Linked DNA regions of Mus musculus: region 2 is linked to region 1. Evidence: chromatin contacts called from public Hi-C data. All regions are on one chromosome and are shown on one strand. Each heading gives the region's core, a stretch centred on a gene start, on an enhancer-like site or on the middle of the called end of the contact. The rest is flanking DNA. Distances are from core to core; before and after follow the strand shown.

Region 1 (4,824 bases), core at 1,178-3,677:
TGGCAGAAGCCCAATCTCCTGGCTTTGAAATGTGGGTTCTTTGTGACTCTAGTAGCAGCTTTGACATATGTGGCAAGTAACATTTGCTTGGGGCCACAACCAGGTTAGATTTTCTTCTTTTTCTCTTTGGCTGCTTCATGCTATAGTGTCAGCTTCTGACACCAGGCTCCACCACTGCCTTCTGGAAACTAAGATTCTCAGAAATGATGAGGGCTGCCTAGCACCACACAGAATTGTCACCTGCAAAGAAGTTTTGTTTATGTGGGCTTTAAACAGCCCGGGCTGCATCATCCCATTAAGGTTCTCAGCACCCACATGGTGACTTACATGTGTCTATAACTTCAGTCTTAAGGATCCCAGATAGCCCTCTTCTGGACTTTGCAGGCACCCAGCATGTACATATGTACACTCAGGCAAAACACCCATACACATAAGATGAAAACCAATTACAAAATCGAGCTGGAAATGTGACTTGGGGGTGAAGCACTTTTTTGGGGGGAGTTTACGAGACAGGGTTTCTCTGTGTAGCCCTGGCTGTCCTAGAACTCACTCTGTAGATCAGGCTAGCCTCCAACTCAAGAGATCCGCCTGCCTCTGCCTCCGAGTGCTGGAATTAAAGGTGTGCACCACCACACCCAGGTGGGGGTGAAGCAATTAACCAGGAATGTTTCGGCCCTGGGTTGGATAGCCAGCATGACAACAAGCAAAGATAAACTTTCAGTTTATGAACATAACAGTGAAGTGACAGCTCTATTTTCCAAACTGCTCCCAAATTAATTAAATCTTTAAAGAATGACTTAAAACATTTTATGTGTGTTTTGCCTACATGCATGTCTATACAATGTGTGTGTGTGCCTGGTGCTCACACAGGCCAGAAGAGGGCATCCGGTCTCATGGAACTGAGGTTCCAGACAGTTGTGAGCTGCCATATGGGTGCTGGAAATCAGACCTGGGGGCCTCTGCAAGAGCTGCCAGTGCTTTTAACCACGGAAGCATTTCCCCAGTCCCAATTAAATCTTTTAAATTGGTCTTGAACACTTGGCAGTTCTCCTGCCTCAGCCTTTTCAGGGCTGGGATTATCAGGCATGAGCCACCACACCTAACGAAATTCAAAGGTTTTTGTAGTAAAGCTGGAAACTGGGCCAGCGAGATGACTCAACAGGTAACATTGTTTGCCAGGCAAGTCTGGTAACCCAAGTCTGATCACAGGAACCCAGAGTGTAAAGAAGCAAGTTACTGAATGTTGTGCTTAGACTGCCACATGGGTGACACACACTTTTAAAAAAAGGAAACTACACAGGACAGAGTCCAACAAAAAGATGACAGACGCAAGCATGTAGAACTTACTGCATCAGAATTCCAAGCAGGAACTAAAGCGAGTGAGCCACAGTGGCGACAGAAATGCATCTTAGAGGCGGGACTCCCTCCAGCTCAGGCTGGCCTGGAACACGTTGGTGTCGGCGTCAGACAGTAGTAAGTGAGAAAAACTACTTTTCACCTTTGTTTCAGAAAAAGACCGCACACGTTTCACATATACACAGATGGTAACTTGTGGAGCATGCCAGAGAATTCAGCACTGCTTGGCCCTGGAGAGGGCTGGAGGGTGGGCCTGGGGCCTTAAAGCTGTCATAGAGGAAGCAAAGAAATGGAAGTGGTGTGTAAAAGAAACTGTGAGGACTCTTGGGCTTTACATTCTGCGAGCACCTCTGCCCTACAGGAAGGTGGTGGCACCCTACCTGACTAGCTACAAGCAGCCCTTAGACCCCACCCATCCGCGGTGCTCTGTGAACTTGTTCTTACAGCATTGAGCAACCCCATGCTACCTTCTCCACCCCACCTCCACTCCCCCATCCTGAGCAGCCGCTTGTACTTTCCTATAATGTATGTCAAATTAGCACAAAGTGACATGAAGCTGACACTTTCCTCGCTCTCGTGTCAAGAGACTACCTCCTACCTTTTAAACCATGTGACTATTTTATGTCTTGGGCCCTGACACCTCGCTCACCCAATAATGCAAATCAGACAGGCTGTCTCCCTGCGGTGTGGAGAGAGACAGGTCCATTCAGAACTAGATGGGTAACAGCGGACATCCGTCCCAGGGTACGTGTCACAGCTCAACCCCACGAGCACGTTGGTGTACGGTCCGGTGCCCATCACCCTGGTCTCGACCTCTGCAGCGCCGCCCCGCGGGGGCCCTTTCTGCGAGTCGTGGAGGCCGGGGCGCTGTTCCCAGCGCTGCCGCCAGGGGCCACCGCCGCTCCCCTATGACACAGCAACAATAGGGGCCGCTCTGGCCCGCGCTTCCGCCGGAAACAGGCCGCCGGCGCGGAGGCGGGCCGGATGCGATGGACGGTGACCAGGGCCAATCGGGACCTGGTCGGGGCCGGCCGCGCGGCTGACGGAACTCAATCCGCGGCGAGAGCGGCGGCGGGGCGGGCCAAGCACGGGCTTCCGGCGAGGCCCGGCAGGCGCCGAGGAGGAAGAGCGAGCCCGGACGGTGCCCCTAGGCCGAGTGTGAGCACCGCCAGGTAGGGGCCCGGTGGCGGCAGCGGCGGCTTAGGCGCACGCGGCTCCAGGCTGGGTCGAGCGGCGGGAGGACGGGACGCGGCAGCAGCCGGGGGGCCGAGTCAGTCCGGGCCGGCCGCCGGTGCCCCAGACGCGCCGGGGCCGGACGCAGCGAGGCTCCCTCCGCACGGGCGGGCAGTGACGTCGCGGGAGCAGGGGCTCCGCGGGGCTGCGCTCGGCCCTGCGCACAGCCCTGGCCTTGCGCAGCCTGGCGCGCTCCCGCTCCCGGGCAGTCGCGGGCCGACCGGCGTATGGGTGGGACATTGAGCACGCGACGCGGAACGACGGGCCTCGCTCTGTTTTTTCAGGATGACGACTTCAGGCGCTCTGTTCCCAAGCCTGGTGCCCGGCTCTCGGGGGTCTTCTACCAAATATTTGGTGGAGTTCCGGGCAGGAAAAATGTCATTAAAAGGAACTACGGTCACCCCAGATAAACGGAAAGGTCTCGTGTACATCCAGCAGACGGACGACTCCCTTATTCACTTCTGTTGGAAAGACAGGACCTCTGGGACCGTGGAGGATGTGAGTGCCTGTAGCCAGAACAGGCCAGCGGGGCAAGAGCAGGGAATATGGCTTCATCTTCCATAGATTAGTGTAGGGGTCCCAAGGTTGGCAGAGTGCTCCAGTCACTCTGTGAAGCCATGCACCCCGTGGTGACCATGGTTCTTAAGGTTTTAGCAGAGACAGCCTGCTGACAGGGTGATAGGGTGGGCTGGTGGCCTCAGCCCTGGCCTTAAACTTCCAGTCTTGTGGAGGAGTGTGCAGATATGACCCTCACCACAGCCTCGGGTAGTTTAGCGCTCTGAAGAGGCTGCTTTCCTTGGGGCTCTTTGTCTCCCAAAGTACATTGTTCTTTGTTACACTTAGGAGCAGCTAGCCAGAGTTGGTTGACCTTTTACTTCTTGGAACACAGTTCCAGAATGTTTCTGTTAAGTCGTCTGGTCCTCAGAGAGCACTTTTTCTATTCCTCCAGTCTGGGCCCTCTTCTGTTTGTCTTCACTGGGGTCTGAGACTTCTTGACTCCACCCTGTTATTGGGGTCCAGCAAATATTCAGGGACCTAAGCCTTGGTGGTACACACTTGTGTGCCTCTGTCTATCTGTCGTCTGACTGTCCTCCTTGTGTCGCCAGGACTTGATTATCTTTCCTGATGACTGTGAGTTCAAGCGGGTACCTCAGTGCCCCAGTGGGAGGGTCTACGTGCTCAAGTTTAAGGCAGGGTCCAAGCGGCTCTTCTTCTGGATGCAGGTAAGCAGGAGAGTGGTCTACTCTGTCTTTCCTTGTGATTCACTTGGGGTTACTTTCCCCACATTAGAAGGTGCTGACCTGGAGGGCCTGGTCTGGCTGCGTTCCTACCACGGTGGCTAGCTGGTGGTTAGGCACCGGAGCCCCGCTCGTGGACTTATCTGTAGGCACACAGCTCCAGGGCCTCAGGTCTTCCATTACTCCATGGCCACGAATTTTAGCTCCCAGAGGTGACGCCCTCTGTTCTCTCAGCAGTTGAACGTCCCCCACTTAAGCTCTTCTGTGCTGTGTGTTGCGAGGCCCTTCAGTGTCATGGCTCCTGCATCTCACCCACATCTGCAGTGTCCCTCAAATGCAGTCTCCACAGTCTGCCACCTGTTGGAGACCATTGGCATATTTGTGTTTCTTATACTGTTAATGTGGTTCTGCTGTGGTATGGGACATGGGCTCTCTCTTGGGTATGTGGGTCCAGTCTGGAGTCAGGGCTAGACTTGGGGTATGTTCAAGGGTGGGGTACACAGCCATTACCATTGTCATCCTGTGAAAGGGGGCAACAAGCAGCTATTTGTCTGCAAAGTACCAGGAGGGGAGGGGCTTCCTCTCAGCCTGGGTTCTGGTCACCTGAGCACAAGGATCTAGAACACAGAGAGGACAAGGGGTGTGGCCCCTTTGCCTGGTGGTGGGGATCAGTTCGTTCCCTGCACGGCTCACCAGGAGCCATACAGTGAAGGCACTGCAGTCTTGCATTGTGATCATTGGCTCTGGGGCCTTCTCACTGTTGCCATTGCTGTCCTATTGAGCTGTGCTGTCACATTTGTAGTGCTGCCTCTCCAGTCACTGTGTGCGCGCGCTGATTGAGGCTAGCTGGCCACATGGGTGCAGGGAGCCGCTCCTTGTGCAGACTGCTCAGCTTTGGCTCTTTGCATATGCTCTCTGGCAGGAGCCCAAGACTGACCAAGATGAGGAGCACTGCCGGAAAGTCAACGAGTGTCTGAACAACCCCCCCATGCCTGGG
Region 2 (4,866 bases), core at 923-3,422, 250 kb before region 1:
AGGTTTCCTGAGACCGGCAGAGTCCACAGGTCCTGGGGCTCTGGAGCAGGCTGAGGTCCAAACTCTTTCTCCATTTTCAGTAGTGAGCGAGCGTCACTCTTCTTGCACTTGCTATTCCTGATCCAAATCACTGTGGCTACAGGCCCAGGGGAGAAACTCAGGCGATGACATGATGTCCAGGCCCACTGAGGCCCGGCCTGGGCAGCGGGATGTGTGTGGCCAGTGTCCAGGCTGCATCTCAAGCCTCTACTTTTAGGTTCAACAAACAACAGCAGGGCTGGGATGGGCAGGGAACACTCAGCCACAATATTTAAGAAATGCCAAAAGTTAGAAATTGAGTCACAGGATCAACCTGGCACCCACACTTTCTGACAAGCAAGTACTGACACTAATGGGGCCCAGACAGCTTCATGTAGGCACACCAACCTGGGCCTCCAACCCAGTGGTATAGCTGTCACTACTCAACCTGAGGGGTCAGCAGTCAGGTGAGAATAAGACACAGATTCTCCATTGTGTGCTACAGGCCTCATGAGCAACAGGATGTGTGTGAGTCGGTGGTAAAGCCAAAAGTGCAGGCTGAGGCACAGCACAATGAATGCTACACTCATTCAGGGTTGGCCACAGCAAGAAGAGCCTCAGAACTACGACCAGCTGACCTGAGTAAATGGTCCTGAGAAGACTATGGCACCCAAGTGTACCCTAAACCCTCTTGGGCTATGGGAGCACACACAGGTCATCCAACCTGTGGAGTTTCAGAGGCCCCTGGGAGTCCTTAGCTGATGGTCTAGGAAGGGTCACGGATGCAGTGAATGTGTTCCTGGCTACTGGAATTGAAGCTTCTGCTCAGAGCTTGATACAGGGATCCACAGGAACAAGGCATTTGCTAGCACCCACATAAAAGCTGAAACCTTAACATGGTAACTACAGAGGACTCTTTGAGGTATTTCAAGGGTGGATATGGACACAGAAACAGACAGGCAGACAGACAGGCAGGCTGACACACTCTCTCTCTCTCTCTCTCTCTCTCTCTCTCTCTCTCTCTCTCTCTCTTTTATGCATGCACAAACACACACACACACACACACACACACACACACACACACACACACACACAGGAACACATAAGGACACAGACACGAACAAACATGGACATGGACACACACGATGGCGATACCAGGAAAATTCTCACTGGTATATGAGTCTGGGCCTCCTGGGTTATACTGCTGTGGCTACCCACCTGGCCCCATCCAAGGCTATTGAAAAAAACTAAATAAAAAAGTGAGTCTATTTCTTGTCTATCTAGCTTCATCTATTAAGGCCAGCCTGCTATACACAGGGTCTGTGTAGCTAGTTCTATGTCCTAAGGGAAGCACTGGGCTTTAGTTCCTCCCCAAGGTCACAGGGTTACAAAGTTACAGTCTGACTCTTTTCTCTACCAAGGAGTCCCACTTCAGGAATAGGCTAGAGCTCTGTACCTCAGAGTGAGTGTTTCTGGGAAAACCTCAAAGACCATGAATCTGCACCACTGTCCTAGCCAGCCATTAGGTTAGAATAGTATTGGAAAAGCAGCCGACTAGGACCAGACCTATCAATGGCTACCATCCTTACAAACGCATCTCTGCCTTCACTTCTGCGAACTGCCACACATGAGCCATGCTCACCTGCAAAACATTTGAAGAACACTAATAGACACTTAGAACTCTGCTAAGAAATGACATCAATTCTAAAAGGCTCAGCACCAGGACAGCCTGGCCACCTCTCCAGTGCAAAACTCTAATGAAACCCCTGGGAGAAAATGCCCCCATGCTTAGCCAGAGGTGTTAGAAGAGAGGATGCCACCCCTACAGTAGCATGACCACACTCTCAGCAAGGTTGCTCACAACAGGTGGAGATGGAAGGAACCTAGGACATGTACCCAAGTGGTCCAAAGACAGGCAGTGAGAAAGGAGCCTCACAGGCTGCAATGGGTCCTCAGATGGGAGAACAGAACCTTCCACACAGGAGGAATGAAGGGGAAGAAATGGGGGGGGGGGGGGTTCAGGGTCTATAAAACAAGCGTCCATAGGGTCAGTAGAGGTCCTGAGCAATCACAGCAAGATGTGGTACAACCTAGACAAGAGTTCCCAGTACTGCCAGGAGAGGGTGCCATCACCCCACAAGAAACACAACACCTAGGTGCCACATTTGGAGGTAGAGCACACCCACAGACAAGTTCCTAGTCAAGCAGAGGTAACAAAGGGCAGGCTGTGCCTATGAGCAACAGGCCCTGGATGTTCAGAGCAATGAACGCTACACTCATTCAGGGTTGGCCACAGCAAGAAGCACTGCCCTTACAGAGAGCAGAGACAGAAGAGGCCAGTGAGGACATACAAAAGGAATGCTAAGCAAGTCCAGGAAGAGAAGGAAAATCAGAAAAGAGAAGGAAAAAAGAGTGATGAGGGTCAGAAAGGAGGTCATGCAAAAAGCTATGAATTTTGTAAACTATGCAAACCAAGGCTTGCAGCACAGTGAGAGCCCAGGGCACAACAGCAGTGATTAACTTACCAAGGCAAGAGAAAGCATGGCACCTCGCCTTTAACCAACCTGCAGGTCAGGACAATGTGATCAGCCACCACTGGATGGCAGCAGCAAGAAGCACGGCTGAGTTGCTGGAGGCTGGCTTCATCTTCCCCCACACCGCTTAAGACACAGGTTCAATTAGCCTAGGGCTGAAAAGCAACATCTCCAGGAGGCCAACCTCACAGGGTCTCAAGTGAGAAGGGAAGCAGAGGTGTGAAGAGAAGACACCATTACATTAGTGAGACCAGGGACATTCACAAACTGTGTACGGATGAAAGTAACCACAACACAGACAAAGCACAACAGCCTTCACAAAGAAGCCAGGAGTGGCTGTGAGCACTGGTTACCCCAGCTCTTAGGAGGTGAAAGACTGAGTTGAAGGCCAGCCATGCAATCAAAAAACTGTAAAGAAACAGGGAATCCTGGCACACACCTTTAATCCCAGCACTCAAGAGGCAGAGGCAGGCGAATGCATCTCTGAGTTCAAGGCCAGCCTGGTCTGCATGATGACTCCCACCAGAGCTACACAGAGAAAACCTGTCTCAAAAACCAAAACAACAAGGACAACAAAAATGAAAATGAATGCAGGGCGGGTCATGGTGGCACAAGCTGGCAATCCCCAAACTTGATAAGGAGGTTTCAGTGAATTTAAGGTCATGCTTAGTCACAAAGCAAGTTCAAGTCCAGTCTGAGCTGCAGGAGCTGCTGTCTCAAACAAACAAAGTTACATGTACAGGTAAAGAAACAGAAGATGATAAAGAAACATGAATGTGTATGCACCGGTGTGTGTGCACTGCCTGTACACATGTGCATGCGAGGCTACAAGTTAATGGCTGCCTTACTTGTGTAGTGAGAATTTTGGTTTCTTTGAAAAAGACAGAAATATTATAGGAATGTTTTCATTTTAATCCCAGGTGTGGGGCTGCTTCAAACTGACCACAGCAACTATGGTTTGCCTTGTGCTCTAGTAAGGGCAGGATTTTGCCAGTTACAGATGGTTTCTACAGTTGTGGGACATTTAGAATTCTGGGAACTTTTCAGAGGGTATATAATGTCAGGGCCGCCAAGAGTTGGTTGTTGTTGTTGGGCTATTGGTTGCTGTTGATTGCTGTTGGTCAGCTTGTTAAGTAGTCGTGTGTAAAGAACAAGAACTTAGACATAAAGATGAAGATCAAACTTGCCCTAAGAAACTTAAGCCCTGATCAGCAGGAAGCAGTTTAAGGATGTTAGCCCTTTCCCCCTCTATCCTTCTGTCTCTCCTATTGAGCAATAGGGGTGGGAAAGGGGTGGAGATGGGTGGAAGAAAAAAGAACTCACTAAGTAGCTAAAGTCTGCTACATATTTGAGACAGTGTCTCTCACTCACTGACTCAACTATACTGCCTTTAGCAAGCCCTGGGTTCTATCCCCCACCTCCATCCCCCAGTGATGGGATTATGGTACACACTACAGCACCTGCATTTATGCCTCAACCAGGTGATGAGTTACAAGGACTTACACCTTACAATAATTCAGCAAGCCACAAAAATACCCAGCAGGAAAAGTTCACTCATGTCTTTTAACTCCCCTGGTATTCTTCTCAAGGTTTTACTCAGTTCTTGGCCTCACTTCTGTGTGGACTTTGCAGGCCTGCACACTTGAACAGCAGACCCAGTTGCTGCAGCTTTTTGGACAACACATTTACATAGATGCTGGCCAAAGTTTCCTTCCTATCCCACACTCAGACTTCTTACCTGCCCTGAACTGAGAGGGATGCCCTGTACCTCTAGGGTCTCCACACCAAGAGAACACTACACAGGGAGTCACTGCTGGCACTAGGGCTGGAGATGGGTCAACAGTCCTTGGCAGGGACAGCACTGCCCTGCTGAAGTCACTACTCTGAGCTGACCCAGTCTGCCTGCACACCTCCACAGCAGGACAGGGCTGACCAAGCAAAGCAGACAGCAGTTTCTATGGGGATAAAAGCGAAACCGACTAAGAGGCCTGGTGGCAACCGAGGGTTCACTGAGATTTTCACCCCAGCCTCCCCAGGATAGAGGCTCACTCTCCATCAAGACTCACGTAAAAATAGTCAAAGCCACACACAGACAGGGGTGCTGTGTTGGACTGGACTGGAAAAAAATGCCCCGTATCTGCACAGAACTGTAATAACAGAATAAACAGCAACTGGGTCCATTGAGCGGACTGAAGTGGCTGCTAAAACAAGAGTCCAGACCACATTCTTCATAGAAAAGCCACCCAGGAGCCTCATCACATCAGATCCAAGGTGCCCAGTATTCAGGTGACAGGCACTAGACAAGCACTAGAT

Evidence for each region. Hi-C and Micro-C count contacts between places; a contact is called where the count stands out from the background.
Region 2: a Hi-C map of B cells shows a contact between it and region 1, with 2.5 times the contacts expected there. The contact joins the enhancer-like site here to the promoter of Adrm1 in region 1. A contact is called at or near these places in 23 of 39 promoter capture datasets (the 3T3-L1 cell line, 3T3-L1-derived adipocytes, the C10 cell line and 13 more), 2 of 15 datasets of contacts at CTCF or cohesin (embryonic stem cells and large pre-B cells), 37 of 484 Hi-C or Micro-C datasets (B cells, the Ba/F3 cell line, CD4 T cells and 24 more), 3 of 115 datasets of contacts at active chromatin or transcription factors (bone marrow-derived dendritic cells, embryonic forebrain and embryonic stem cells) and 4 of 9 other capture datasets (adipose tissue, embryonic stem cells, liver and 1 more).

The regions. Positions count from the first base shown.
Region 1 is chr2:180,169,161-180,173,984 of GRCm38.p6, forward strand. Adrm1 (adhesion regulating molecule 1) reads left to right here and starts at 2,428. Exons shown (of 10, transcript NM_019822.3): 1 at 2,428-2,528; 2 at 2,874-3,087; 3 at 3,696-3,812; 4 at 4,750-4,824. The coding sequence starts at 2,875. Gm29886 (a long non-coding RNA gene) reads right to left here and starts at 2,090. Exons shown (of 4, transcript XR_867152.3): 1 at 2,006-2,090; 2 at 1,348-1,623.
Region 2 is chr2:179,914,864-179,919,729 of GRCm38.p6, forward strand. All of the region lies in intron 14 of Taf4 (TATA-box binding protein associated factor 4), which reads right to left. Among named protein-coding and RNA genes, the nearest start is that of Taf4, 59 kb to the right of the region's middle. Within about 2 kb of position 2,173, at least 26 of the 459 cell types and tissues checked have an H3K27ac peak or open chromatin away from gene starts, as enhancers often do. A contact at or near this core is called in B cells, cerebellum, epiblast stem cells and 1 more, where this site is marked.